2 separate regions of the Mus musculus genome follow, and region 2 is linked to region 1. Evidence: chromatin contacts called from public Hi-C data. All regions are on one chromosome and are shown on one strand. Each heading gives the region's core, a stretch centred on a gene start, on an enhancer-like site or on the middle of the called end of the contact. The rest is flanking DNA. Distances are from core to core; before and after follow the strand shown. Region 1 has its middle 11 kb from the start of Gm1968. Region 2 holds the start of 9030404E10Rik (RIKEN cDNA 9030404E10 gene).

Region 1 (3,291 bases), core at 287-2,786:
CATTTTAGTCGTTTATTATTGACCGCCTATTTTTTTTTTTTCTGGTTTCAATGGAAGCTCTCCAAGAATGGGGAAAGTTTGTCACCTTTGTGCACTTCAGTTTCCCTGGTTTTCCTCAACAAAGCCTAGCTAGCACACAGGCCACTGAACTATTTACTGAATGATTAAGCAAACAAGTGAATGAATTATGAATTTAAGACTCTCTTTTTACCGTCCCCCTCTCCCTTCTTCTTGCTGTATTGGGGTTGCATATAGGGTCTCACACATCCTAGCAAGTGCTCTACCACTAAAATGGATCTTCCGTCCTTTTTTTTTTTTACACTGTTATTTTTGAGCCAGGATCTTGCTAAGTTGCTCACATTGACCTTGAATCCTCTCTCTAGCCCATGCAAGCTTTTGTGATCTTCCTGTCTCAGCCTCCAGAGTAACCAGGATTGTAGATTGATTACAGAGGTACCCCCTCAGGCCTGGATGAACCTAAGCATTTCTTGTAAGAGAAGTTCTGGAACTTTCCCCGGGGTCTCTAAGGTATCAGTGATATGAAAGAAAAGTGGGAGTCATTGACTTAATCACCCATCTGAAGTCGGGTGGGGACCCTCTGCTTGCTGACGAGTTTGCTAAGCGGAGGTCATGATGGTTTTCTTCCAACTTGTGACTTTTTGGAGATCTATCCTGGCAGCTTCTGGCCTGGCATTGACTCTTGCTGGACTTAGCTCTAGCTGGCTGCACCAAGCAGGGATTTGAGGAAACATTGGTCAGGAGCTTAGCAGCAGAGGGCTCCAGAGAAGCCATAGTTTCCCTTCCTCTTCTATAGAGACTGTCTGGGAGCAGAGGCTGATGTGGTGAGGCCGCAGCCTCCTGTGCATCCTTGGGGAGCCAAGCAAGATGCCCAGACCAACAGGAGCCGCTTCCGGCTTCACAGACAGAGAGCAGAGACAAGGAGTAAATGCAGGAAATCTCCTAGTTCCCTCCCCTGGGAGAGCTGACACTTGTCTGTGATGAGACCCCATGAAGCTGAGTGGGGTAACCTGGAAGGCAGAGAGACACCAAAGGCCATCCGGAGGTGATAGGTGGAGTGAATTAGAGGTGAGTCAGCCAGCTCATGAGGCAGTTAAAAGACAAGTGGCTAATTGTGGGTGCAGAGGACGGGTCACACACAGAAAATGAGGAACAAGTGGTTAATTGGGCCCACAAGCCCAGGATCCCGCCTATAATTAGCAAATTGCAGGGCTTTGATATTTGCTTTGGTAACAATGTGCCTAGGGAATTGCAGAGAGGAAAACTGTGCCCCCAGCTTGGGAAGTGACCCTAGGTCTAGACTTCTTACACCATTCTCTCTGACACTCTTGTAGGCAGCACACATATGAAAACATGCCCCCACCCCATCTTGTTCCCACCACCGCCCCAGCAAGGGAGTGGGGCTTGTACCTTGTTGCCTTCAGCGTCAACCCTTGCATAAGTCTTTAGTCAGCTTGGACCTGAAGCAGGAGGCTTGGTTTCCTGGTGCACATTCTCACAGTTTACACATGAGTTAGCCCATGCTCCCAGAAGCCATGACCCCTAAGGAGCAGAGGCCCTCTGGCTACAGATATCACCAAGGCGTGGCCCTTGACAATTCCAGTAAGTTTCAGTGGGGGAAGGCAAAGTACAAGAAAGCTCAGTTACAGCACTGTTTAAGATTTTTAAGATGGCTGGCATGGGTTTCAGGTCTGCAGCTGCTTCTGCAGGCTTCTTGGGTGTTCTTTCCCATATGCACAGTGGTAGCACAGGAAAGGTGTATGGGGAGGGGGCGTGTGGCAAAACTATACATTTTCACAAGTATACAGGGCAGATGGACACTAGCAAAGGAAGGAGGGCTATATGAAGTGTCTGGAGACCCGGGTTTAAATCTAGACTCTTTACTGACAGGTTTTGTCCCTCTTATTTAAAAATTTATATCTCACCTCTATCATCTGTAGGTCTGTTTCTTCTGGTTGGTTTTTCTCTTAATCATTCATGGGTCAGCATTTTCCTGCTCCTTCATATGACTAATAAACTTTTGTAGGCACTACAAAAGATTCTAGTAATATATAATCTTAGTAGGCACTGTGATTTTCTAATGTGAAGAATTCCGACTTTGATATCTCCCTTTAAAGAGCTCTAAGCTTCACATTCCTCCGCATCAGATGTACATAGGAGTCGGTTGATCTCTTTGAGTCCTGTTATCGAGGCTTTGCTCGCTCTTCAGTTGTCTGGAATAGCTTCCACTGAAGCGATGTCTCACATTTTACTCCCTTCTGGCAACTCTGGTCTCTCCACTGTTTCCCCAAAGGACCACCAAGGACTCTGGCCTTAGGCTGCAAGGCCCAATCATGCCCCCACCTTGTGAGAGCTCTGGGCTGCTCAGCTCACTTCTTCTCCTCCTCCAAATATCCACTTCCCCTTCTCCTTTCTTCTGCCTGGTTTTGTGAAGTTACACTTGGTTTCACTTTAAGAACACTTTAGCAGAGTTCTTCCCTGTTTTTCTCCATACTCTTTGGAATTTTGATCCTCAATTATGATATATTTCAGCTTGCCCAGTCTCTTGTCTCAGTCTCTTTAGCTAAGTGAAATGAAGCTATCCAGCTGTGCATGTGACCCGAGAACTGCCTCTGAGCACAAAGCCAGGGCTACTGTGGTTCAGGCCATTGACCCTTTCATGTAGCAACCTCTGTCTGGCAGTGTCTCTTCCCAGTGTCTAAAGAGTAGTCATGCTGGCAAGACAGGAAGCCAAACTCTTTTCAGGTTAATAAAGTGCCTGTTGCCTCATGTGTAGAAATAACATAAAATGATCTTCCTGAAAAATCAGCACTGCTCACTGAAGAACAGAATAGGTGTGAAGCCACCTACAATGATGCATACAATAAGGCACCAGTCAGAAAGAAGAGTTAGCAAAAATTAGCTCCAGCCTTCTTTCTTTTCATTTGATTTGACACCGGTAACGTGGACAAATTAAGCATTTTCAAGTAATTGTTGGATGTTAAGGCTGCAGGATTTTGATCTCAGAAAGATAAACTTGGGTTGCCACAAAGTTCAGCATGGTGGCATATACCTTTAATCCTAGCACCCAAGAAGCAGAGGCGGGTGGATCTCTTGAGTTTGAGGCCAGCCTGGTCTACAGATTGAATTCCAGGACAGTCAGAGCTATACAGAAAAAAACTTGTCTCAAAAAAAAAATTCTTGGGTTGCTCCAAATTCTTCATTTTTCAGATGAACAGATAGAGGCTTGGCGGATAGAAGTGATCCCCCACCCCCCCCCCAATATCATAATGA
Region 2 (2,996 bases), core at 240-2,739, 49 kb before region 1:
CTCTAGACCAGGCTGGCCTCGAACTCAGAAATCCTCCTGCCTCTGCCTCCAAAGTGCTGGGATTAAAGGCGTGCGCCATCACTGCCCGGCGCCATTATTTCTTTAAACACAGTTGAAATAACAAATTAAGACTTTTAATATCTGATTGGGTCAACAGAAAGCCACAGGTCTTTCCTTTCTGTGTTGGGGGGGCAAACCCAAGGCCTCACACATGCTAAATCCTGGCTCTCTCACTGAACAGTCACAGTCCTGTACCCGCACAGTGGATGGCACAGTACTCAGCCCATTACAAGCTGTTGCAGAAACCGGCCACGTACAGAGAGTTCTGCTCTGGCTGTTAAACTGTCACTGGTTCTGTTCTGGGATGCTGCTCTTTTTCATTTTGGCCGTATTTGCACTTTAGCATCAGAGGCGCATGCCTTGCCTGGCCTTGTGGAATCGAGGAATCCCATAGCTACTGTTCTTCATTACAGTGACTGAGAGTGGGCTTCACCTATCACAAAGCAAACTTCCAAATAACGGCTGAGTCGGGGAGTGCAGTGTCCCCCATGTATCATAGGAGTCTTAGGCCTCTGATCTTCTGCCCAGCAGTTGTGAGTCTCCCTATTCAAACAACTGCACACATAGAATTAGAGGGCTGCTTCTAGAAACCCTGGTGAATAGCAACCAGCAAGAGACCATTCTGATTGGTGGTGGAAGTGAAGGGCCAGTGAGGGACAAGTCCCTGAGCAGGTGACTTATTCCAGGAATCCACTAGGGAACAGACAATAAGGAACCACTCCATTCTGGTGACACCAGAGGAACCAAGGGCAGTGACTGCTTCCCAGAGCCCCTTAGTCAGCAGGGTGGGGGGTGGAGGGGGGTGGTGGTGGTGGGGTAAATACAATCCACTCTCAAGGGGAGAAAGCTGGGAGAAATTCATTCCAGTCTTCCTCTGGTATGCACTAGGGAGCTCAAGTGTCCTCTCTACAGAGTTGTGAAGGGCCTTCTGGATGGCTGGGACCACAGGAGAGTGGCATTGTACCTGACTCACTGTCTTTAGCAGGCCAGGCGATCTGAAATTTAGCCCATGTTAATTTCAGCATGTCTGTCCTACCTGGAACACAGGTCTTCCCTCGGCCTTCTCTGTAAGAACTGTGTTCAGAAAAATGGACTAATGTGACTTTGAATTGGTTGGAGAGAGCATCAGCTAGACTTTTATCATACTGGATGTCTGTTAACTGAGAGCAAATTGTGTGTGCTGCTGGCTGGAGGGCACACCGTAGTGGAGAAGCCGAGAGCTAAAAAAACAAAACAAAGCAAAGAACCCTACTTGTTTAGGTGCGGGTGGGCTGTCAGAATAAGGGGTTGTGAGAAAAGGGGAAGGAGTAGGAAGCTAGACAGGAATGCAAAGAAGATGCAGGAGGATGAGGCGAGGCCCGCGGCTGCAGGGAGTGGCCCATTCTGAGGTTGGTTTTGTCACGTGCCTTTGCAGAACCAGCCCACGGAGGGCCATTCTGCTTTGACACGGGCATGGCCCTCTGACAAGGTGGCTCTAGAGAATGAGCCTGTCTGCTCCTCCCCCACCCTCTAATGGGCTCTCCTGGGACTGCAGTGCAGAGCCCCTCCCTCCATGAGGAAGTCAGTGCTGTGAGGTGCAGCAGAACACCTGGGACCCAGTGACAGTGACTTGCTATGCGCCCTCTGGGTAAGTTATTTCTTCTCCCTGGCTCCTTCCTCTTTCAGAACTGGAGAGGACTCCTTGTAGCTATAAAGGTTTGATGGTGATTACTGCAGAACTGCAGTGTGTGTGTGTGTGTGTGTGTGTGTGTGTGTGTGTGTGTGTTAGGCTTGCTGTTTAACAGGGTGCTAAGGTGGCAGGGAAGCCATCCTTCCCTCTCCCCCCCCTCCCCGCCCCCCCCAGCTCCACACGTGTGTGTGTGTGTGTGTGTGTGTGTGTCTCTCATTACTGTCAGGAGGCGTTAAGATGGCCCCATGGAGATGAGAACAAACCCCTTAATTAGGCACTGTTCCCACATCTAGAGAGGAACCAGCCTGGGCCCGGCTGCTCTGGCATTGTGGGGAGCCTAGTCCGTGGGGGCAGGAGGGGGCAGGAGGGGGCAGGAGGGCACAGGAGGGCGCAGGAGGGGGAGGCTGCGGCCAGGGCATCTGAAGGACTCAGCAGGTTTACACTTCGCTGACCTGATGGATGAATGGGGCCCTGTCCACCCACATGGGGTCTGGAATCTTCAATTACGGCAATTACATCAACAGGTCGGAAGGGCAGCACTTTCCACTGAAGAGGTTCAGGGCTTTAAAGAAAAATCCTAAAGCCACCGTTTTCCCTGCTTTCTTTTAAAGGGACTAGGCTGATCAAAGACGACCCCCATCTCCAGTCTAATTGGGCCATAGGTAGAAAAGAAAGACACGGCCGAGTTTTCTGTGAGAGGTGGCTGCCATACGCTCGCTCACCTCTGGACTCCTGGCTCCTCTCCTATTCAGGTTTGTGTTTGTAGACCCTGGTTGCCCATGCTTTGCACTCCGCATCTTTCTGAGGATAAGACCTGGAGCCTTCCCCTCTGAATCTCCCAGCATGCATCGCAGTACAATCAGGATGCGTCTGGACTGAGGTCAGAAGGATGGATGCCATGGAAAGGTCATTTTAGTCTTTCTGATCATGTTTCCCCCTTCAGTAAAATCAGCATACTACTGTCCACCTGTCTTTGCTACAGTCCCAAAGGGTCCAGCTGCAACCACATACCCCAACTAATCCAGCATTTTCTTTTTCCTCAGACACCTGTTAGGTAGTTAAACTGAAGGGAGGTTCTTGCCTCAGCAGCAAATGGGTGGTCCCTGAGAATTTGCTAGAAGTGTAGCTCTTGGGCCTAACTCTAGGTAAGTAGGAATCTGCCTCTTACTTACCAAGCTCTCCAGGAAAACTGTGGACACATTAAAGCCTAAGGAGGGCTTTTGTGGACTGAAACTTGACACACTGAGCATGAGGGAGCCGGTAGGAG

The links. Hi-C and Micro-C count contacts between places; a contact is called where the count stands out from the background.
Region 2: a contact with region 1 is called in a Hi-C map of liver, with 2.0 times the contacts expected there. The contact joins the promoter of 9030404E10Rik here to the enhancer-like site in region 1. A contact is called at or near these places in 5 of 484 Hi-C or Micro-C datasets (embryonic stem cells, epidermal suprabasal cells and liver) and 5 of 115 datasets of contacts at active chromatin or transcription factors (embryonic stem cells, extraembryonic endoderm stem cells, intestinal villus epithelium and 2 more).

Annotation. Positions count from the first base shown.
Region 1 is chr16:29,988,861-29,992,151 of GRCm38.p6, reverse strand. No RefSeq gene overlaps it. Among named protein-coding and RNA genes, the nearest start is that of Gm1968, 11 kb to the right of the region's middle. Within about 2 kb of position 1,536, at least 34 of the 459 cell types and tissues checked have an H3K27ac peak or open chromatin away from gene starts, as enhancers often do. A contact at or near this core is called in extraembryonic endoderm stem cells and liver, where this site is marked.
Region 2 is chr16:30,037,972-30,040,967 of GRCm38.p6, reverse strand. It overlaps 9030404E10Rik (RIKEN cDNA 9030404E10 gene), which reads left to right and starts at 1,489. Exons shown (of 4, transcript NR_045878.1): 1 at 1,489-1,687; 2 at 2,341-2,481.